3 separate regions of the Zea mays genome follow, and regions 1 and 3 are each linked to region 2. A link is a contact called in public Hi-C data. All regions are on one chromosome and are shown on one strand. Each heading gives the region's core, a stretch centred on a gene start, on an enhancer-like site or on the middle of the called end of the contact. The rest is flanking DNA. Distances are from core to core; before and after follow the strand shown. Region 1 has its middle 70 kb from the start of LOC100191856. Region 2 holds the start of LOC100279570. Region 3 holds the start of LOC100191856 (chorismate mutase).

What was found. A called contact is a pair of places that touch in the nucleus more often than the background predicts.
Region 1: a Hi-C map of leaf shows a contact between it and region 2, with 6 times the contacts expected there. The contact joins the enhancer-like site here to the promoter of LOC100279570 in region 2. A contact is called at or near these places in 2 of 25 Hi-C or Micro-C datasets (bundle sheath and leaf).
Region 3: a contact with region 2 is called in a Hi-C map of ear, with 2.6 times the contacts expected there. The contact joins the promoter of LOC100191856 here to the promoter of LOC100279570 in region 2. A contact is called at or near these places in 2 of 25 Hi-C or Micro-C datasets (bundle sheath and ear).

Annotation. Positions count from the first base shown.
Region 1 is chr5:94,365,540-94,370,013 of Zm-B73-REFERENCE-NAM-5.0, forward strand. No RefSeq gene overlaps it. Among protein-coding and RNA genes, the nearest start is that of LOC100191856, 70 kb to the left of the region's middle. Within about 2 kb of position 1,697, at least 17 of the 20 cell types and tissues checked have an H3K27ac peak or open chromatin away from gene starts, as enhancers often do. A contact at or near this core is called in bundle sheath and leaf, where this site is marked.
Region 2 is chr5:94,905,022-94,909,641 of Zm-B73-REFERENCE-NAM-5.0, forward strand. It overlaps LOC100279570, which reads left to right and starts at 2,216. Exons shown (of 2, transcript NM_001152567.1): 1 at 2,216-2,496; 2 at 2,631-3,915. The coding sequence starts at 2,332. The coding sequence ends at 3,509.
Region 3 is chr5:94,295,280-94,299,608 of Zm-B73-REFERENCE-NAM-5.0, forward strand. It overlaps LOC100191856 (chorismate mutase), which reads right to left and starts at 2,099. Exons shown (of 5, transcript NM_001137280.2): 1 at 1,670-2,099; 2 at 456-542; 3 at 223-366; 4 at 14-106. The coding sequence starts at 1,870.

The sequences.
Region 1 (4,474 bases), core at 447-2,946, 540 kb before region 2:
TTTGCAAAAAGGGTTGAACAATTACAATACCACCTAGATAGCAAGACAAGTGAAACACATAACACGACCTAACAAGACTTACCAATCTGACACGAGGTAAGGCATTTCTTAAGTTCCTAACATAGCAGTGCGTTAAAATATTCACAAGTTCTTATTATTAGAATGAAGGTGAGAGAAGCATGTTGGTGCACAAGAGACAATTATAATGCGACAATCATGATGCATGCTCATTCTAGACGTCTTCTCAGACCTAACTACTTTTTCGGGTGCTTCTACAACATCCTTATTAATAGTAGTAGTAGCCTTTATGGCCTATATAAATAGCCACCAAGCTACCCATCTATTCCCTAAGGCTTCACGTCATAGGTTTATCTTTACCGTCCTGACGATCTATCCAACATTGGTTTCTAAGCAAGTTTTACTTTTAAAAAGTTGGTATTCATGACTTATTGACTTCTCTGAAGTGGTACTCGCTCCGATACCAGCTATGGCGAAACCGTCCAAATTATTCCAGCTTAAGTGGCCAAGTCATACCCTTAAAGGTAGCAACACACTTAAACCGGAATAACTCGTTAGTCCCTCGGATCTAGTCCGATAAAGCCACTTATCCAGGATCGAATACCACTAGCTCACTCGAAGGTGAGGCACAGAGAAATAAAATAAAGCATAATACCATAAATTAAGAAAGTATCATTAGTGATTACATTATCAGAGTTTCAGAAACAGTAACCAAAATTTTTAATGCAGCGGAAATAACTAACGGAGAAAACCGAGTAACATGGCGAAGCCTGGCCACACTACTCCTCCTGGTCCTCTCCTGTGGAAGCAATAACCCTCTCGACCATCTATCCTGGAAGCAATAACCCTCTCGACCATAATTTATAAGGACTGATTCTAAACTGAACTTAAGCAAACAATGCAATCTCTGGAATCTGTACTGAAATTGGACAGATTCAGTTACTGAACATGTGAAAAGCATAGCTTCTAAACGATCAGACTTATGGCTGTCAATTTTTAACACGAGCAAGATAATAAAGTTATGTACAACTTTTCTATATGATTTTTCTACAAAACACATATTTTACTTAACTAGATTACACGCACAACCAAAATTGTACACGCAGTAATTTTAGTTTGCTAGCACAAGAGCACTTAACTAAATCACCAAGCAAAATCATAGAGAGACACTATCACCAATTTCTCAAGTTCAAATCATTATGACTTAGTTATCAAGTTTCAATTTGTATCAGGACACTTAAGCATTTCACGAAATAGACACCAAGGGTGTCACACTGGAATGGATCCGAGATTAGGATAAATCTCCCAACATAACACGAAATAGACACCTAGGGTGTCACACTGGAATGGATCAAAAGGAGTTAAAATGTGCAACTTATATTTTTTTCTAATATTATGTGATTTACTTCTATGTTATAAATCATTTTCTAAAATTCTTTTTACTAAAAACAAGAGCTACGGACTGTTGTTACCATTCTAAAGAATACAGGGTAGCTTATAAATATCTTGGACTCTATCCCAATTATTTTACACATGCCAAGGACGGCATGTTAAAACCCTAGATCTGCAGGGGCTCTTAAGCAAAATAGACGGCTCGAAGGGGTACGGGTGAGCTAGGGCCATCCGATCAGACTCTGGTGGCTCAGATTAGAAGTTATATATACTAAACCGGTATGCAATCCGAGCCGCCCAACGAGCGATCGACGGCCCGGATTTTGAAACAACTAGATACTAACGCCGTCCCTCCATCTCCCGATCTCCGGTTTAGATCAAACCGACGCAGGGGTGATACTAGATCTAATCTCCAGTGCTCATTTTGTGATCAACGTACATAGGCCCGTCTCCCCCCCCCCCCCCCCCCCCCCCCCCCACAGCTCGGCAGGACAGTGGCACATGTCTTCCCTGCGGTGGCGTACCACCGGAGCCCATCCCAACGACACGATTCTCCGGCTAAACCCCAACGCAGGAGGTGCAACACAAGTAGAGCTTAATAGAAGATGATATAAGCTTCTTACTAGGGATGGGAGCCTCCGCAGAAGTCTGTCCGCGATGGGATTTCGGCTCGCCGACATCGTCCGACCATCGGTGAGAAATCGCCGATACCGTGGTTTCCATATTCACCCTGCTATGTGCCTCCTACGTGCGACACGATCAGCCGAACGCCCAGGACCACGCATAGAGGACATAAGGGCGGCGAGCGCTTGAATAGATCTCAGCGGTGTTCCCCGGCGAGCAGGACCAGTCGCACCGGCGCCGAGGTTAGCGAGGATGGCCCCGGCCTTTATACACGCATGCGGAGCCGGACTGCGAACGATCCCTCCTGCGTGGGGCCCACCAAATCGCAACTGACGCCAACAAATTCGGTCGAGCACGCGCGTGGGGTTAGTTGCAACCATCTGCGAGGTTCACGGTGAGGTTGGGGATGAATATGACACATGGGTCCCAATAGTCAGTGAGGGAGTCCAAACGCGCAGGTGCGGCTTCCGGCTGATGCGTGGGCCCATGTGGCAGTGGCTAGTGCGAGTGGGCGTGATAGAATCCGACCGCGCGGGGCTAATTGGGCCGCGCGCCCGTGGCTTTGGGCCCACGCAGGTATGGTTCTCCTTTCTTTTTGTTGTTTTGGTTTTTTTTCTTTTTATTTCTTTTTTTCTATTTTGATTTCCATATTTCGAATCAAACTCAAATAAAATTTGGATTTAAAATGCACAGCTAAGAAAAGTCCAGCATGGTTATGTAAAGTTTACTTCTATTTATTTATTATCTTGTTTTAGCTATTAAACAAACGTTCTCTTACTATGAAACTCATAAAATACACTAATCTAAAAAAAATCGAATATATCATCCTAGATCCTTTGGTGATTATTCTGTAGGCAATAATTCTAAATGTTTTTATTTGTGCACGAATTTCTGAATTTATTTCCTACTAAGAGATAGCTTCATAGGCACTATAGTGAATAATTTTACTCCCTAAACAATTTGGAATCTTTCTATTTTTCTCATTTAATCTCAGTTCAAAGTTTTAACTTCAAGTTTTGAACTACCAAAGTTTGAATATCACTATTTATTTCCTCTATACATTATAATGAAATAGACATTTTAGCTTAATCTTTTGGAGAGCCTTTATAATTCCAAAAATAAGATTTTGGGTGTTACACAAAACTTATGGACTAACTAGTTTGCCTAGTTGATCTTTTCTCAGGTACATAAAGTTCATATACATCTGTAAGGAAAATGGACCCTTAGGTCGTTTCTATAAATATGGTGTGAATCAGACTTGCACCAGCCTGCGGTGCACCGGACTGTTCGGTGTGCACCAGACAGTGTACGGTGCCCAGGCTGGCGCGCCCGACGAACAGGCCGCTCTCGGGAAAACTCAGCGCTCCATGGCTATAATTCACCGGACTGTCCGGTGAGCCCATGGCCAACGGTCAACTTCGCCAACGGTCGACTGCCACCGGAGTCAGAAACTGTCAGAAGGTTAGAAACGGTCAGGCGTCAGGTCGCATCTGACTGTCCGGTGCGCCACAGGGGCAGGCGGATCCAACGCTCGACTGCTACAGACACCAATGGCCGAGTGACATGGCAGGCACCGGACAATGAACAGTGTCGTGTCCGGTGTGCACCGGACTGTCCGGTGGGCCCGTCGATAGAAAGCTGCTCCTTTCTGTCCAACGACTATAATTCTGGTGGGGGCTATAAATACAACCCCAACCACCTCCATTCAGCACATCCAAGCATTCAATACATCCACATTCAATACAAGAGCAAGGAATTCAATACAAGACACATTCAAAGCTTCCAATCATCTCCAAGTCCCACAATTAAGACAAGTGATCAATAGTAATTAGTGTCTTGAGAGAGTGTGATTCGTGTTTCATTTGTTGCTCTTGTTGCTTGGCTTTTTAATCATGCTTTCTTCATCTCCTTCTAAACTCTCTAAGTGACTTGTAAAGCTAACAAGAGACACCTAAGTGTGTGGTGATCCTTGCGGGGTTTTTGTGATCCTTGAGATTAAGAAGAAGCACTCAATCGGTCTAGGTGATCGATTGAGGGAGGGAAAGGGTTGAAAAAGACCTGGCTTTTGTGGCCTCCTCAATGGGGATTAGGTTCGTTGGAACCGAACCTCGGGAAACAAATCGTTGTGTTCATTTGTGTTGATCATTAACTTGCGATTTGATTCTCCCTCTCCCCTCTCTCTAAAAGTTCTCTTGCTCACAATCCTTTGAGTTAGCTCCCGAAGTTATCCACATTAATTGTGCAACTCATAGCAAGAAGAACTCTCTTCTGCACTCTGTATTCATTATTATTTGTTTCTAATCCTAACCCCGGGTGAAGTACATGTTCAAAGTTTATAATTTACAGGTTTTGCCTATTCACCCCCCTCTAGGCGACTTTCACCACTCCTGTAGACAATTTGGTGATTTTTATAATACTGTTCCCGTATGGAGGGTCCGGT
Region 2 (4,620 bases), core at 966-3,465:
ACATCGATCTATTATTTCGACAATAGTAATAAGATGGTTATTATTATGGTCAGCGACAGAGCTGTACTGATGATGGACCTGGACGTGAACGACGACGACGTACGTGAGCACGTAAAACGATACTTTATACGTTTATCTTAAGACAAAAAAAGTAGAGCAAAACTTGGACCTTCTTCCTAGCTAGCTAGCAAGTCCAGTGTCCAGGTTCTCCTCCTCCTAGCTGCTACTAGGTCCTAGTAGCCACCTTCCTCAACGACATGGACACGATAATGCGTTGGAAACCGAGATGCCGGACGCAAAAAAGTCTCTCGCCACATTAATAACTGCTGTTCCTCCCCGGCAGCTGACGGTCCGTCGTCCGTGATGCCACGATAGACTCATATATATATGTGGTGGCCGGCCGGGCCCGGGCCGCAACGGATTGCGGCGCCCCGTGGGTTCACATGTGCGCGAACTGTGTGTCATGGCGTGACGGGGACGTCGCCGCGCGTGTTGTATTGCACCATGGTGCAGAGAGTATACTAGAATTAGGTTATATCCTGGGTGGTAGTAGACTGTGGTGGCCTAGAGGATCCAGTACATGGGAGAGACTACGATCCGTCCCCAGCCCTCGAGGTTTTCTGCGCGACGAAGGTAACGGACGACGCAGTCAATCACGACGAAAACCAGCGTGGAAAACTTACTCTTCCAAGCCAATTTAAACCGATTAAACTCCTCGTATGGGTCAGCTCAACTTGTTAGCCATATACACGCCATCGCAAGCAAGTAGTCGGCCGATCGAGTAACAAGGAACAGGAACAGTTGTACGCCTTGCGGAAACGAAGACAGCAGACAGACGGATTTCCAGGTCCGGTCTCGCAAAATCTTTGTAGAAACCTCTGCACAAGTACTAGAACGCAAAGGTAACGACAAGCCGCGCGCCTGCATGCGACGTGTCAGTCAAAAGAAGAACAGCGCTTCTGCTTACATACGGCGGCCTAATCAATCAAAAACCTCGGCAACAAAGGTGGTCATAAAGAAACGGTGCAAGTACGTACTGATCCTCGCCCCCCGTGCGGCGAGCACTATGAAAGGATGTTTGGTCAGTCAGAATTAGGCAACGGCGGCGGCACGGCGATACGTATATACTACTTACTTGTTGGTAGCTAGTTCGCCGGATTATTCTGATTCCATTAGTTTGGGCCTCCGGAGCTCACCTAGCAAGGAAATTAAGCCGCAGCCATCAGGAGCGACCTTTCCCTCACCTAGACTAGAGCTACCAGCAGTACCACCACATGCGCATGCTCTTCTCTCTCTTTTTTCTTTTCTTTTTTTTGTAAAAAAAAGTTTGTTTAGAAAACAGAAACAGAGAAAGTCTAAAATCTGCCGGATTAATTAGTGCTAACTAAGCTACCACTACCAGGCTCTCGCTCTTCCGACCAGAAAGGCTGGTCAACAAGCTAAAGTCGTCAATTGGTCCCCCCGCCGATCTTTCCTAGGCATGTGTGGTGGTGTATTTTCTTGACTTCCGGAGCCACCGCCACCCAACCTGCAGGCGACCATCGCCGTCATCCTCTCGCGGCTCATCCGCAGGCCGACATGCTATCCGAGGCCAACCAAGGCTTCGCTCACCCGCCTCCGTCCCACCCGACTCGTGACAAATAGGCGTACCAGCACTGAAAAAAAATATTTCAGCAGAGAGGCAGAGGCCACGGCGTCGGCGTCGCCATCACGGTCAGTCACGTCTTCTCCTGCTGGTCCATCGGCAACCTCCAGTGCGCTTCGTCGTCGTCGTCCTCCGACCCCCGCCCCGGGCCCCACCACTCGCCTATTCTTCTAGTAGTTGTAGCAGCAGTATTCCCCCGCCACATTCGCGTGCGCGAATTCCACGGCCCCTTGTTTGTTTATGCGGTCTCTCGTCTCGCCTCAGCTCAGCTGCTGATTCGATCGCCGCGCGACCGGAGAAGAGGACAGGCGCGTGTGCGAGTGATGGCGACGTGCGCTGGGCTGGCACTGGCAGCGCCTCTCTCTCTCTCTCTCTCTCTCTCTCTCTCTCTCTCTCTCTCTCTCTCTCTCTCTCTCTCTCTCTCTCTCTCTCTCTCTCTTCTTCTAGCCGATGAGACCGCCCGGACGGACCATCCTCCTTCGATATTCCCGGCCGGGTCGTCGAGTCCCCCAGTCCCCAGTCCTTATATAAATCACGCCATGTCCCGAGCAATCGCCACTCCAACTCTCAAGCGTCTCTACTCCTCTTCCTCCTCTCTCTACTCTCCAAGTTCTCTTCTCCGTCGACCGCTCTACACGTCTCTTGTCGACCTGGACACCGAGGTGGAAGAAGGAAGCAGTCAGCAGATGGATCCATGGATCAGCAGCCAGCCTTCTCTGAGCCTTGACCTGCGCGTCGGCCTGCCGCCGCTCAGCCTCCACCACCAGGCGCCGGTGGCCGTCGCCTTGCCCAGGCCCAAGCTGCTCGTCGAGGAGAACTTCCTCCTGCCGCCTCCAAAGAAAGAACCAGAGGTACGCATATATACACTACACTCCGATCCTATGTGCGACGCAAGCATGCACCCACCCCACCTGGACTGGACGGAGACGGCGGGCGTGACGACGAGCAAAGACTCTAACGGACTGTCCCCTTGATTTGATCCCAGGTCGCGGCTCTCGAGACGGAGCTGCAGCGGATGGGCGAGGAGAACCGGCGCCTGGCGGAGGCGCTGGCCGAGGTGGCCTCCAAGTACGAGGCGCTGCGGGGGCAGTACACGGAGATGGTGGCCGCGGCGGCCACGGCCTGCGGGAACCACCCGTCGTCCACGTCGGAGGGCGGGTCCGTGTCGCCGTCGCGGAAGCGCAAGAGCGAGAGCACGGACACCGCGCCGCCCGCGCAGCAGCTACTGCACCAGCACTACCCGGCGGTGGCGCCGGACCAGACGGAGTGCACCTCGGGCGAGCCGTGCAAGCGCATCCGGGAGGCGGAGTGCAAGCCCAGGGTGTCGAAGCTGCACGTGCACGCCGACCCGGCCGACCTCAGCCTGGTGGTCAAGGACGGGTACCAGTGGCGCAAGTACGGGCAGAAGGTTACCAAGGACAACCCCTGCCCGCGGGCCTACTTCCGCTGCTCCTTCGCCCCGGCCTGCCCAGTCAAGAAGAAGGTGCAGCGCAGCGCCGACGACCCCACCATCCTGGTCGCCACGTACGAGGGCGACCACAACCACGGCCAGCCCCCGCCACAGGCGCAGGCGCCGCACGACGGCTCCAGCCCTGGCGCCAGCAAGAAGCCGCCGTCGCCGCCGAGGCCGGTCGCCGCCGCTCCGGCGCCGCTCCACCACCAGCAGGTCCAGCAGCACCAGCAGCAGCAGGCGGTTGGCGCGGTGAAATGCGAGCCGCCCGTGGCCGCGGCGGCGTCGGAGCTCATCCGGCGGAACCTCGCGGAGCAGATGGCCATGACGCTGACGCGGGACCCCAGCTTCAAGGCGGCGTTCGTCACCGCGCTGTCCGGCCGGCTCTTCGAGATGTCGCCGACCAAGGACTGACGGAACGGATCGGATGGATTGGGAGATTGGCATCGCAGGAGATTCTGGATCAGATTGTCTTCGAGCGCACGCCGCAATGGTCAACTGCGCAGCGCTGGCTTGGCTGTCAGAGCGAAACAGCGGTAACAGAGCAAGACACGAGGGGTCTGCACTCTGCAGTTGTGCAGGAGGAGGAACAGACACAAGGGGAGGACGGCGCGCGGCCGGACATGGCGTGGAACAGAGATCGTCGTCACCGCCGGCGGGGGTGTGGTCGACGACGCGACATGCGAAACACTACGTGCTAGCTAGCATAGGAAAAAACAACATGAAATCGTACAACCAACCAATCCCTCGCACTGTTTTAGTTGTTAGCTGTAGGCGAAACTGTTCATCCAATTGATCAAATGAAACTTATTTTTTCCCTAGCACTATGTTTCATGAGAATGAGACCAGGAATGAACCAACTTGAGTTTGAAAATTTCCATAGGGGAGTAATAATAACAGAGGTATACTACTGGACTGTGTAGCAGGCGCGACTGAGCTGTGGGCCACCCGCGCATTCGCAAATGTTCCTGAGTAGTAGTTCGCCGAGGATTGGGTTTGAAAAGTAGGCGACCCAGCGGGATGGCGCGGGGCCCAGATGCCAGAGCAGAGTGATCACCGCGGGCTGAAGTTGGCCGTGGCCCACGTGCGACGTTTTGCGTCCGTCGGCGCCGCGCGGGAGGGAAGCTGGGTGGAAACGCAAGGCCGCCGCGGCTGGCGGTGGTGGTGGCCCGGCCCGGCCCGGCCGGTCTCCTGGGCAGAGCTGTGTGGCTTGGCTAGTCAAACACGTGCGGGTCGGTCCGGCGCTCCACTCCACGACTCTGCGTTCCGCCCACGGTGCCGTCGGAGCACCGCAAGCATGCCAATTACCAACCGTCGACCACGGCACCGTTTGCGTTGGCATTCAACAGGTAGCCGTCGTCAGTTCACGGGCAGTCACACCTTTTTCACTAATTAAGACCAGCGAGTCAGTAGCCCATGGCCCAGCCTCTAGAAAGAAACGCCATCACGGGCACCAGAGTGCGGTCGTCTCGTCTTCGTCCAGAGGTCTTTCACGGGAAGGTTCGGAGGTCGCCGCCCGTCGCCA
Region 3 (4,329 bases), core at 849-3,348, 610 kb before region 2:
TCAGTAGATTGACCTTTTCTTTTATTAGTCGACTATATTCTTGAGGAGCGTCTTTGAACTTCACCTCAGCAACATATTTACCAATATGAATTCTTTGTGATAGAACCTACAAGAGACAAACCTTGTATGTTACAGGCATACAGCAATTGTCAATTTCCAATTAAAAGGCTGGCAATTTGCATTTATTCCTGTAGTTAAAGAAATTTTAACATAAACTCATACCTGCAGACACGCTAAATCCAGTGCAACTGTTTGTGCATAGCTGCCATCATCACCATCAACAGTGAATAACGGGAGCAATTCATCAAAATACATTTTCCATATTGCATCATTCACGGTGACCAATGAAGCAAAAGGGTGCAAGACCTAATAAAAAGCAATAGAAGTTCAGCATCTCAGCAATTATCATATCATCAGTTCTTGATATTGCAAGGTTAATGCCTGATGATGTGCACCTTTGGGGAAGGCTTTGTAGGAAAGAGAGGTGAGGGTAGATCTTGAGGGAAGAATGGAACATCTTCTGGCTTTTGATAATGTCCAGCCTACAAGAACTCACATTTGTATTGAGAGATTGCACAAGAGTGTTAACTATTGCAGTATACAAAAATTCACACATGTATTCAGATTGCGAAGAAGATATCACAGAATGTTATTGCTGCAGTATATGTGCAGCAATACCACCAGTAGCCTCTAAACCCTCTGTGATATTTGGCTTGGGTAAGAACATTCTTAACCACTTAAATAAATGTTTTGGCATTCTCCTTGTCCAGTGAAATATCAGTAAACAATGATTGATCATATTAGTTACTCAGTTAGATAAATAACAAGAAGTACATTTTATTTTTTTCGTGCCAAGTGAATTTGAAACGAACAAATAGAGATAGGATTCAGTTCTTCAAATCAACACAGTGGAAAGCCATGTAGAGAAGTGTCAAGGGTGCTCAAAGAACCAAATCCATCTCTACCCCGGTAAGATCTGGGTTTCATCAAGGAGTGATTGCATATAATGTGAACCTAAAAGAAGAAGCACTTATTTCGTACTGAAGTTTTACAGCTGGTTTACTTTACTAGTTAGATCAAACCTAAGTGCTTAAGGGCATCTAGCGTAATGGTTAATGCTTCCGAGTACCACCTCTAGGTCCTGTCTTCTCGATCCCCCTCGAGGGCAAATTTCTGACTTGGTTAAAAAAATCCCTTTGTTGTGCCTCACCCGCCCACCCTTCGGTTGGTCGTTGCAGAGTGGATGGGGCCACGGTTCGAGAATTTTCTCGACCGTAATCATGTTTCGATCTATTTTTAAATATAATATCAGGAGGACGGTCTTTCTCTCTCCGACCAAATTTTTTTTAGATCAAACCTAAGTTGAGCATTTCACCAGACAAAAATAGGTAATCTGCAATGGCGATAACTGTAGCCTCTACGTTTCAGCTGAATTCCAAACACAACCAACGGGGGTGTCTAGGCGTTTAAAAATCTTGCCACCTTGAATCATAGGTAAGCTGACCACGTTTACAATAACAAACGATAGGTTCTGCCCGACCAAGAACTTGAGAGCGCAGTGGTTTGGCCCCATCCGCGTAGTTCCTCATCCAGGCAAGGCAATACAAGTCTTAATAACAGAGGAAACTGAGGGACGAACAAGAAAAGCACGAAAAAGGAAGAGGCTTGCCTTTGCGTTGAGGGCCTCTGCTTCCCGGACGAAGAACTCCACGAGCGAATGTTCTCCAGCGGTGGCGGCGGGCGCGTAGGCTGGCGCGTTCCGCGGATGCCGGGCGCGCTCGATGAGCGCGAACACCACGGAGTCCTCCAGCCGCACCAGCGCGTCGCGCACCGCGGCCAGGCTTAGCTGGTCGCCGCCCGCCGCGTCCATAGCGAGTAATGGATCGGAGTGTCGGAGGGAGGGCTAGAACGAATGGGGGTCGGTCGTCAGCCAAGCGTGAACTGCGGCCTGCTGGTGGGTTGCCTGGTGCAGTGGGGAAAGGCGCGTGGTTTGGGCCTCCCACACGGCGGTGGTGGTTGCAGTGGTGTTGACGCGGATGGCGAGTCGGCGACTTGTGGTCAGTCCACCCGTCCAGACCGTTGGTGGAAATGGTCGGAGTGGCCAATCACCAATGGGACCCAAGATGACCGGTTTTCTCCATCTCCAAGCTCCAAGTGCAGTACTGCAGTGACCGCTCAAGCGTGGAAACAGAAAAAAGACATGGTCAGCGGCTGATCAAGCCTAACACCAACTATAGCAGCGTGGAATGGAGTATTTGAGAGATTTGAGGTGTGTAAGCGTGAGTATGCGTGATATGGTGGCGGGTATAAATATCCTTGTAATCGAACGACCAGACATTCAAAAAAACTACTATTACTGAATCAAAAACACTGAAATAACAAAACAGTATTGTTGATAGTCACCTAGAAGCGGTGAATATGTGATACCTGAAATTCACAACTTAAACACAAACTTGGCACACAAATTAAAAGTTAGTACAAAACTAGATCCATAAGAGTGAGAAGGAGAGAAGTTCTTGCACTTGGTTGCTCACAACATTGCGGAATTAATTTGAGCAATATTACATGTGAAAAATGAAACAAGAACTTAAGAGTGAATCCTAATGAAAATAGAGCACACAAGACACAATGATTTTTCTCGTGGCTCCATCAAGCCTCAAATGCTTGTCTACTCCATGTTGTGGTGTCTCAACTGACGAGGGTTGCACTCAATATCTCTCAAGTGATCCAATGATCACCTTAAGCCCACAATCTTCATTATCAAATATAGATCTCCTCGCAAGGATCTCCACAGATCGGAGTCTCTTGCAGTCATACACAAGTTCAATAGAAGTTGCAACTCCAAATAACAGCAAGAGGGAGGAGTAGAACACAACGCAAGAGCAAAACACAGCCACACGACATAAGAATGCAGATCTCGAAAGCACGCTCTCACAAGAATGTCTAGAACTACTCAGAACAGTGATCAGGTCTATGTAGAATGACAAGAATGTGTTGTGGTAGCCATTGGAGTTTCCTCCAAAAACTGCTCTGCGCAGTGGCGCACTAGATCAGTCCGGTGCACCACCGGACCGAGAAGAGTAGTAAGCCTCTGGTATCTTGATTGGGACCTTCCAATTTGGGCCATCACGTGTTGCCCTACCGTTGATGTAATCGTTACGCACTGAAGTAGTCGTTACCACGTGAAAGGGAAATAGCCTCAACCATCTCCTATAATCGATTTTGGTGTTTGACGACCATCACAAAACTTATGGACTAACTAGTTTGCCTAGTTGGTCTTTTCTCCGATGCATAAAGTTCATATACATTTGTAAGGAAAATGGACCCTTAGGTCGTTTCTATAAATATGGGGCGAATCAGACTTGCACCAGCCTGCAATGCACCGGACAGTGTTCGGTGCCTAGGCTGGTGCGCCCAACGGACAGACCGCTCTCGGAAAAAACTCAGCGCTCCGCGGCTATAATTCACCGGACTGTCCGGTGTGCACCGAACTGTCCGGTGAGCCCACGGCCAACGGTCAACTTCGCCAATGGTCGACTGCCACCGGAGTCAGAAACCGTCAGAAAGTCATAAACGGTCAGGCGTCAGGTCGCACCGGACTGTCCGGTGCGCCACAGGGGCAGGCGGATCCAACGAATGACTGCTACACATGCCAACGGTCGAGTGACGTGGCAGGCACCGGACAATGAATAGTGTCGTGTACGGTGTGCACCGGACTGTCTGGTGCACCCGTCTACAGAAAGCTGCTCCTTTCTCTCCAACGGTTATAATTGTGGTGGGGGTTATAAATACAACCCCAACCACCTCCATTCAGCACACCCAAGCATTCAATGCATCCACATTCAATACAAGAGCAAGGAATTCATTCCAAGACACATTCAAAGCTTCCAATCATCTCCAAGTCCCACAATTAAGACAAGGGATCAATAGTGATTAGTGACTTGAGATAGTGTGATTCGTGTTTTATTTGTTGCTCTTGTTGCTTGACTTTTTAATCATGCTTTCTTCATCTCCTTCTAAACTCTCTAAGTGACTTGTAAAGCTAGCAAGAGACACCTTAGTGTGTGGTGATCCTTGCGGGATCTTTGTGATCCTTGAGATTAAGAAGAAGCACTCAATCGGTCTAGATGATCGGTTGAGAGAGGGAACCGAACCTCGGGAAACAAATCGTTGTGTTCATTTGCTTTGATCATTAACTTGTGATTTGATTCTCCCTCTCCCCTCTCTCTAAAAGTTCTCTTGCTCACAATCCTATGAGTTAGCTCCCAAAGTTATCTACATTGATTGAACAACTCATAGCAAGAAGAACTCTCTTCCGCACTCCGTATT